2 separate regions of the Danio rerio genome follow, and region 2 is linked to region 1. The links are chromatin contacts, called in public Micro-C maps. All regions are on one chromosome and are shown on one strand. The core of a region is the stretch at or near the end of the contact, and the rest is flanking DNA. Distances in the headings are between cores, read along the strand shown. Region 1 holds the start of cgnl1 (cingulin-like 1). Region 2 holds the start of mtfmt (mitochondrial methionyl-tRNA formyltransferase).

Region 1 (3,959 bases), core at 353-2,852:
AGTTCAACATTTGTGTATATAATGACTTAAGTCGTTAAATAGGACTATTAGTTTTATATGGAATGACTATTCAGCATTCACAAGTTTAGTTCATTTTGACTGACATGACATAAGCAGATGATAATGTTATACAACAGCAGAGAGTTGTGTGAAAGCAATTGATGCATGTCCAAAGCATTTGCAATTTGTTGGAAGGAATGAGAAAGTGCTACAAATGATTTGCTATATATGATGCGCACAAATGACTAATTGTTTTGAGAAATGCATTAACTGTTGTGCAAATGTAAATAGTGTTGTGAGAAATGCACCAAAGCCACTGTGAAAACTGTAAAATGTATTCACATATAAAAAGCAAACATAGTTGCTTTAGCGATTGTCCTGTAGTTTTCACTATAGCTGCAATGCTCCTCAAAGTGACCCATACTTTTTTCTCATGTTAAGTAGGATGAAACTAAGGTTAACTGTTTTCACTCACTAAAGGAAAAACTCACAGCTTCTTAAACTGTCATCAACAGATAATTTGCGAGCTTTACAGTGGAAGGTCAATTATGCACTGATCATACCTATGCTGAAGCTGCACACATTCAGACAGCAGGCTTTTCATATTAGTTGCTTATTTATTGCAAGTAGCTACAACATTTGTTGAAAATTCACTTTTTTCTTTTGTATTATACATACATATATATATATATATATATATATATATATATATATATATATATATATATATATATATATATATATATATATATATATATATATATATATATATATATATATATATATATATATATACTAAATAAAGATTAAAGACACAGTGTGTTAAATTTGTGTTCACATTTCTGTGAGAGTCAGTGAGTAATTTGCATTATGCAAATATTCTGTCGGCGGTTGTTTTCTCACTAGATGGCGCTGTCAGTCTAAAGAGCTCTCAGCATCATTTTAGCCTGTATAATGCTGTTAAACTGTTCCAATAGTGAACTTGTTGCCTATATGTCTTACATGTACTGACAATATTGAGGTATATTAAAGCTAACAATTCTTTTTATATATATCCGAAAAGTAAACTGAAACTTTTTATTTTATTTTAATCGTATTTTTATTTTGATGTGGCAGTTTAGCCAGGTAAGACAGTTTACCAGAGTAAAGAAATGTACAGCAGTACACGGCTTCACATTTTACAAAGAAAATCTGTTTCTATCTGTTTCGATAGATTTAGTTTGCATTCTAAACACTTGTTAGACTTAGGGCTAATGCTTAACCCTGGAAAACAAAACAACCAAAACAAACAACCAAGCAAAGATACATGTTTTTCCAGTCTGGACAACACTAAGAAAAATTCATTCAAATCACATGAAATCTCCTGTCACATGAAAACCCTTGATTTCACCGATACCCAAAGCACAAGGGCTTGTAGGGCCTACACCCAGTTTCTGCGCTTTGTGTCTTGAGATCAGGTGAAATGCGAAATCAGCTCTGATCGGCCGTCATGTAGAGCGGATCAGCTGATCGCGAATCAGGCTGAGTGGGTGGGCGGGGCGAAGATTTGGTGTGGGCGGGGCTTGACGCTTCTCAACAGCCCGTGTGCTTGAAGCAAAACTAGTCTGAAAACAAGACGTGCAACAAGTGACTTTGAGCAAGTGAGAGGAGATGGAGCTTTCGCTTAGTGTCACAGCTGTTTACAGAGCTTGACCAACAAACAAACGCATATTGGAGGATAAACGACAAACAGCGGTAAGAGCTGCGTTTTTTATTTCCAAAAAGTGGGAATCTCCGCTAGTCTTGGAGCAGTTTGGTAGTAAGTTCTGTGCGCTGAAGTTTAAAAAACACTGAGAAAGTTACCAAAACTTTAATGAGTACACACTCGAGTATTTCCATGTACAGTATGGTAAATGCAGGGTATTAAAACTGCTCTTGTAGAGCCTGACGCATCTTTAGGTACAGTCAGTGTTTGTGTGAAATTTAGCCTTGTTTTTTGTGTTGTAACCATGCTTGTTTTTGGCGTATTGACTTACATTTGTTTAACCAAAGTTTTACTAAAATTACCATGGTAAAACTATGGTACTGCAAAATCATAGTAAATTTGTGGCCACTATGGTTCATAATGGTAACTCTTACCATGGTTTTGCAACACAATCTATAGTTTTACAACAGTAGTAGAGATATACAAGTTTAAGTACGTATGCCAAAAATATAATTACTACAATTTTGCTAGCTAAAAATATATATGTAAGGGTAAACATCAGTTATTTTGCATAAAAAAAATGAAAATTTTAGTTCAATTGAATGTATGATTCCCAAACTAAATCATGCAGTATGATCAGATTTACCATACTGTGCAGAAAACCATAATATGACTTAATTCTGTTGAAAAAGAGTAAAGTTCACTGTAGTTACTCATGTTATCCCTACTTACAGTTATAGTGTTTACTGTGTCATCTTGAGAATAATTATCAGTAAACCTTTCTGTTTTTTCTTCGTTTAATTATTATTATTATTGGAGTTCTAACCTAGTTTTTAGTCTGGATTAGTTAGAGTTAATTAATTAGATAGAGTTTACATGTAGATAGTCAGAGTACTACAATTGTACCAGGAAACTCCTTGGAAAAGTAAGAATGCAGGTGGAGGCCATGCTGCAAGAGTTTGCACAGCCCGTGTTTACTTCCCCGTCAGAGCTACATGTTTCCAGTTGGCACAATGAGAGGAAGGGAGCTACATTAACACCATTGAGTCCCTCTGCACATAGTACATGTGATACAGGGACTGAATAAGGCTATTGTGTCATATCCCTTTTTCTGCACCAAAGCTCTGTTCCTTGTGGATAAAGGGGCTTGCCGCTTTTTAACTTGCTCGTATTGTTCTTTCTCATCCCCCTTTGTGGGGCTGGAAAGTTTGAGTTTTCTTTTTGCTCTCTTGAGATCCAATGAGAAAGATTTTTCCTTTAGATTCTTGCTTTATTAGGGTGTTCATTTTGTGTTTTTGTCCTATTTGGCCTTAAGTCCAGTCTTCCAATCGTATGCTTTCCTTAGTGTCACCTTCATTCTTCATTGAGGAGATTCTTTACTTGCCCATTGAAAACGAACCGATTCCTCTTTGTTTTCCTTATTGTTAAGCCCTTGAGGATCTCACAGGTTGCATGCACAGTAATACATTGCATACCACGATCATGCCATTTGGCATTGCAACAAAAGACATCAATATGACTCATGCAATCTTTTGTTGGTTTGAGGTGTAAGGATGTTATCAGTGGGATCCAGAGGAAGCTGATAATAGCCTGTTGCATGGCGTGAAGCCTGTAGTGGGGTGATATTTTTTCAGCATTGTGTTTTGCTATTCTGGAGACACAATGCTGTTGCTCATTGCGTATGTCGTTAAAATTCTTTGGAACGAATTAAGATGTGATGACACTGACAAACAAGTAAATGACTGCAGTTGGGTGATTTTTGGGTTTGCAGTTGAATTTGAATAAGGTGTACTTGAAAACCAAATTGCATGAAACAGTTTGACGCTGCACTTTGTTTACTTTAGGGCTAGGCGATATGAAAAAAATGTCCTCATAATGATATATAACTATATAGTACCATTTCTGCAAATTCCATAGGTTCTTTCTAAAATGAGAATGACAATTTGTTTTGCTTAACATAAAGATCACGATTTTCTCACAATTCTGTAAATGTAAAATAAAACTTAATATGAGTAGGCTTTTATTATTGTCAATTCTCAAACATGTGGTAAGAAAAACAATAATAGTAGACCTATTTGTTGGTATACTGTTGGTTAAAATGCTACATTTTGTAAAAGCTTGGAGTAGTTGACCTTAATAGACTTTAAGCTAGACCTGGCTGTTAATACAGAGTAAAGTGAGGATTTCAGTATACAACTATTCATAGTTCTAAAGTTGAATTATTATAACATATGCATTATTATGACATCCAGTATCTGTCATTGACAGCATTATT
Region 2 (4,075 bases), core at 857-3,356, 260 kb before region 1:
CTTCGGAATCTCGTACACCTCTTGCTGAAGAATGGGTCCCACATCAAATCTGACAAGAAATAAAAGTCATGTCAGGCAATTATACAGAGGTATTTAGCATATTTTAGTTAATCTTTCATAGGTCCTGCCTAGAATAAACACAGCATTTACCTCTTCGGTCTTATTTGCATGATAGTCACTCCTGTGACACTGTCACCGTTCAGAATTGTATGAAATATTGGAGCAGATCCCCGCCAGCGTGGCAAAAGACTAGGGTGCACATTCAGGATACCACTACAAAGAATAAAAAGAAATGATGATCTATTATAAGATGAGATCACAACAGACAGTAGTTGTACAGTCTCCACTCTATCAATCTTAATAATTACTATTCATTTTGTACATTAACGTTGATGAGTGATGTGCAGTTTTTAAATGGGACTGGAAGTGAACTGATCTTTTCTTTTACAGGTTATAAATCAGACTTAAATTAATCACTCTGTCTGTGAAAACAACATCTACCGACTGTCAATCTGAGCCTTACAGTTTTTCAAATGCAGATCTGTGGATTGTGTGATTGTAATTATTGTTTGTTGATGTACATGTGCACATTGATTGTACATTAAGTATTACTAAATTCTAATGATCCAGCATGTGTTTTCTACATTATAGGCACTGTAGCTAGGCTTTTTAAATGTGTATTTCTTTATGTAGTGACAGACTGATAATTTGTAATTTTTATTTTGTTTATGGATGAGGGATTGGAATCAATGTGTTTCTATTTTCATGTACAAATATCTTTCTATTTTTGCAATAAGTTAATAAACCAAACAAGAAATAATCACACTAAAAAGTCAATAATGCGGTCAAACTCTTAACTAAAAAAAAAAAAAAAAAAAAGAATAATTAATGGTGCAGCAAGGAGACAAAATACAAGTTGTGAAGTAAATATTTTGAGAATTAAGGTAAAGTATAAGATGTTAAACCTGATTTAAACCTTTAATCTACCAGTTTAACCTACCCACTTTAGGTCTCCAAAAGTATAAAACAGCAAGTTTCAGACACTTTGCTGAGTAAAGAATTGTGAAAAAAAATTTTCATAACTCAATGAATTATACAAGGCACTTCACCTCCAGGCTTTGATGACAATTATACAGCCCTTATTAAAGACTACATACAAAATTAAAAGCATTATTAAGACCATTAATTACGTTTGGAAAAGTTGGAATAAATTACTTCCGAAAAAAATCTCATCAAAACATAATAACAAACTAATTATGGACATGCTGAAGTCACATTCGTTTGATGAACCCTTATAACGTACTATGGCATTTTGTTGATGATGTTTTCCTTGATTAAGCTGCCAAATGACACCACCACACCAACATCAAAGTGTGTACTCATGTCCACATCTGGCCAGTGGTGAAGCGGAAGTCTGTGCTGCTCTGCATATTTCCTGACCGGAGCATCACGGGACAGCGTCACGACCTCAAGTGCATCGACGACTCCAGCTTTATTGTCATTTCTAATGAATACAGATGAATAACATGAATAACACAGCAAGGTCATAACGGACAATAATACAATAACATCCTGGATGTCATTACCGAGACAAATGAAGCAGCTTCAGTGACTCCAGAGCAAAATCATCACTTCCAAAGAACAGTATTCTCCAGGGCGGTTTAGACGCAGACTGTGTTTGAGTTACTAAAGATTTGCTTCTGCCCAAGAGAAATAAGCCTCTTCTATGGCGCGTGAAACAGATGCTACAAAGTCTCTGAGACAGCAAACGACCTGGGTCTGTGAGCTTTAAGAAGTTTAAGTTCCACATACTTTAATGTAAGATTTCATAAATGACAGAAACTGCCATTAACAGCTAGCGAAGTTACAAAACCATCAGTCCTCCATTAACGTTAAGCACGCAGAAGTCAGAAAGTCATGCTAATATTCTATGACAACTTCAGGTGAGACAACCTTGGCATTTTTAGAATCACGTTTCCAAAGTTGGCTCATTATACTAATCCGTTTTTCCCCAAAGCAGTAGATGACAGTAGCAAGGTTACGGTTAAGAATTAGATGTACACACTGGCGTATGTGTGCGGCGCCATGTTGACGTTGACGTCGTTTCCGCTTTGCGTCTCAAATAAAAGCTTTTTTGAACCAGCACAACTACTGTAACCTTTCTTCATTCAATCTTGACGTGCAGTTTTTGCTTTCCAACTGGATTTAGTTCACATTCACAGACTTTTTTGGAGCATTAGAACCTTAAAACCTGAATGCCATTGGGTGAGAAAAAGTTTGAACTTTCCATAATAAATATGGACTTTCCATATATATGAAGAGAAAAATCATTTCTGGATAATAAGAGATTCTATTTGTAATCACGTGCATAGATCTTCACATATCTTTACAAAAAAATTAGAGGCTATAGTAAAACTGCAGAACTTCCAAAGAAAGTTAATAATCTCATATATACATCATGATGACAGTAAATAATATTTGACTTTATATTTTTCAAGACACTTCTATACAGCTTAATGTGACATTTAACCAGGTTAATTAGGTTAACTAGGCAGGTTAGTGTAATTAGGCAAGTTATTGTATAATGATGGTTTGTTCTGTAGACTATCCAAAAAACTATTTGCCTAAAGGGGCTAATAGTTTTGACCCTAAAATGGTGTTTAAAATTTCTTCTGGGCTAATAATTCTGATATTATATATATATATATATATATATATATATATACACACACACACACACACACACACGTAATGTGTTTTAAAATATCTTCCAATCAATCTATATTTAACATCGCTGTGTGACAATGCATGACACATTATCTGCCTTATTTGTTGATAAATGCACAAGATTTTATTCGGAGTGTAATGCCTAATAAAATCAATATTTACCCAAGATAAATTTCCAATACAAGCAAATAGAAATAATGTGTATTTTCTTATTTTCCAGGAGCTCTATAACCAAATTAAGAACTGTTTCTTTCCTTCCCCATACCTCCTAAAGCCAAAAAAAGACTTTAAAATATTCAATATTTACCCATCTCCAGACTTTTATATAGCAGAACCTGCTGGTCTGATTCATTCGAGTGGTTAAATGTTTGTGTAAAAAGTTGACCTCCCAATTTTCTAAAAAATATATTTTCTTTTATTTATGGAAGATGTTAATATTCAATTTGTATTGAACAATATTCTAATTTTGGAGAAATTTTATATTTATAAATGCAAGTGCCTTAAAACAAAACCACTGTTTTTATTTTTCCAAAAGGAATTTTGGTTATACTGTAAATCTTTAAAGTTGTTATATATGTGATATATATATATATATATATATATATATATATATATATATATATATATATATATATATATATATATATATATATATCGGCTGTGTTTGTGCGTCTATTTCTTTGTTTAAACTTTTTTTTTTTGCATTATTATCATATTGATTTGATTATTATTTGTGCTCTGTTCTGTAAATGTACATGAAGTTGTTAAACGAACTCTGCCTTATTGTATTTGTGTTATGATGCAATAAAAAAAAAATTGCAAAAGTTTTCTCATTACAGCGTGAAACCCCAAGAGGGCGCACTTCACCAAATCAAGAACTTTGAGGAAAACATGAACACGGATTGGATTTGAATCACAAGGGCGCAAATGAATATGTTATAAAAAGTTTATTACTGATGAAGACGAATGTAATTTCTACAATGATTCTACAATCTCTCTCAATCAACAGGAGAAATGACTCCCATTGCAGAATCCTATCCAGATCAACTCCATATAACAATATGTTACACACAATCTAAAAAATAAAAATAAAATAACAGGACTCATCTTTGCATTCCTAAATACAGAAAAATTGCTGAGAACTAGTTTTTTTGTCTTATGAAACCACCACTTTAAAAAGGCAGATGTAGGAATCTAGATCTGTTAGGTCTGTGATCATCTGTACAATCACAACTGTGGATTGGAAAAAAAAAACTTGAGAACACTCATATACACGGAGCAACATTCACATCGCTGCCTTTACAACTCAATTTTAATCCAGGGGGTGCATTAAAAAAAGAAATTACAT

The links. Hi-C and Micro-C count contacts between places; a contact is called where the count stands out from the background.
Region 2: a Micro-C map of caudal fin shows a contact between it and region 1, with 7 times the contacts expected there. The contact joins the promoter of mtfmt here to the promoter of cgnl1 in region 1. A contact is called at or near these places in 3 of 18 Hi-C or Micro-C datasets (caudal fin, hematopoietic stem cells and an unstated tissue) and 1 of 4 datasets of contacts at active chromatin or transcription factors (caudal fin).

What each region holds. Positions count from the first base shown.
Region 1 is chr7:54,092,888-54,096,846 of GRCz12tu, reverse strand. It overlaps cgnl1 (cingulin-like 1), which reads left to right and starts at 1,602. Exons shown (of 19, transcript XM_003198999.7): 1 at 1,602-1,734.
Region 2 is chr7:54,357,303-54,361,377 of GRCz12tu, reverse strand. mtfmt (mitochondrial methionyl-tRNA formyltransferase) reads right to left here and starts at 2,106. Exons shown (of 9, transcript NM_001077542.2): 1 at 1,587-2,106; 2 at 1,304-1,504; 3 at 151-273; 4 at 1-49. The coding sequence starts at 1,810. It overlaps znf280d (zinc finger protein 280D), which reads right to left. Exons shown (of 18, transcript XM_679451.9): 18 at 3,660-4,075.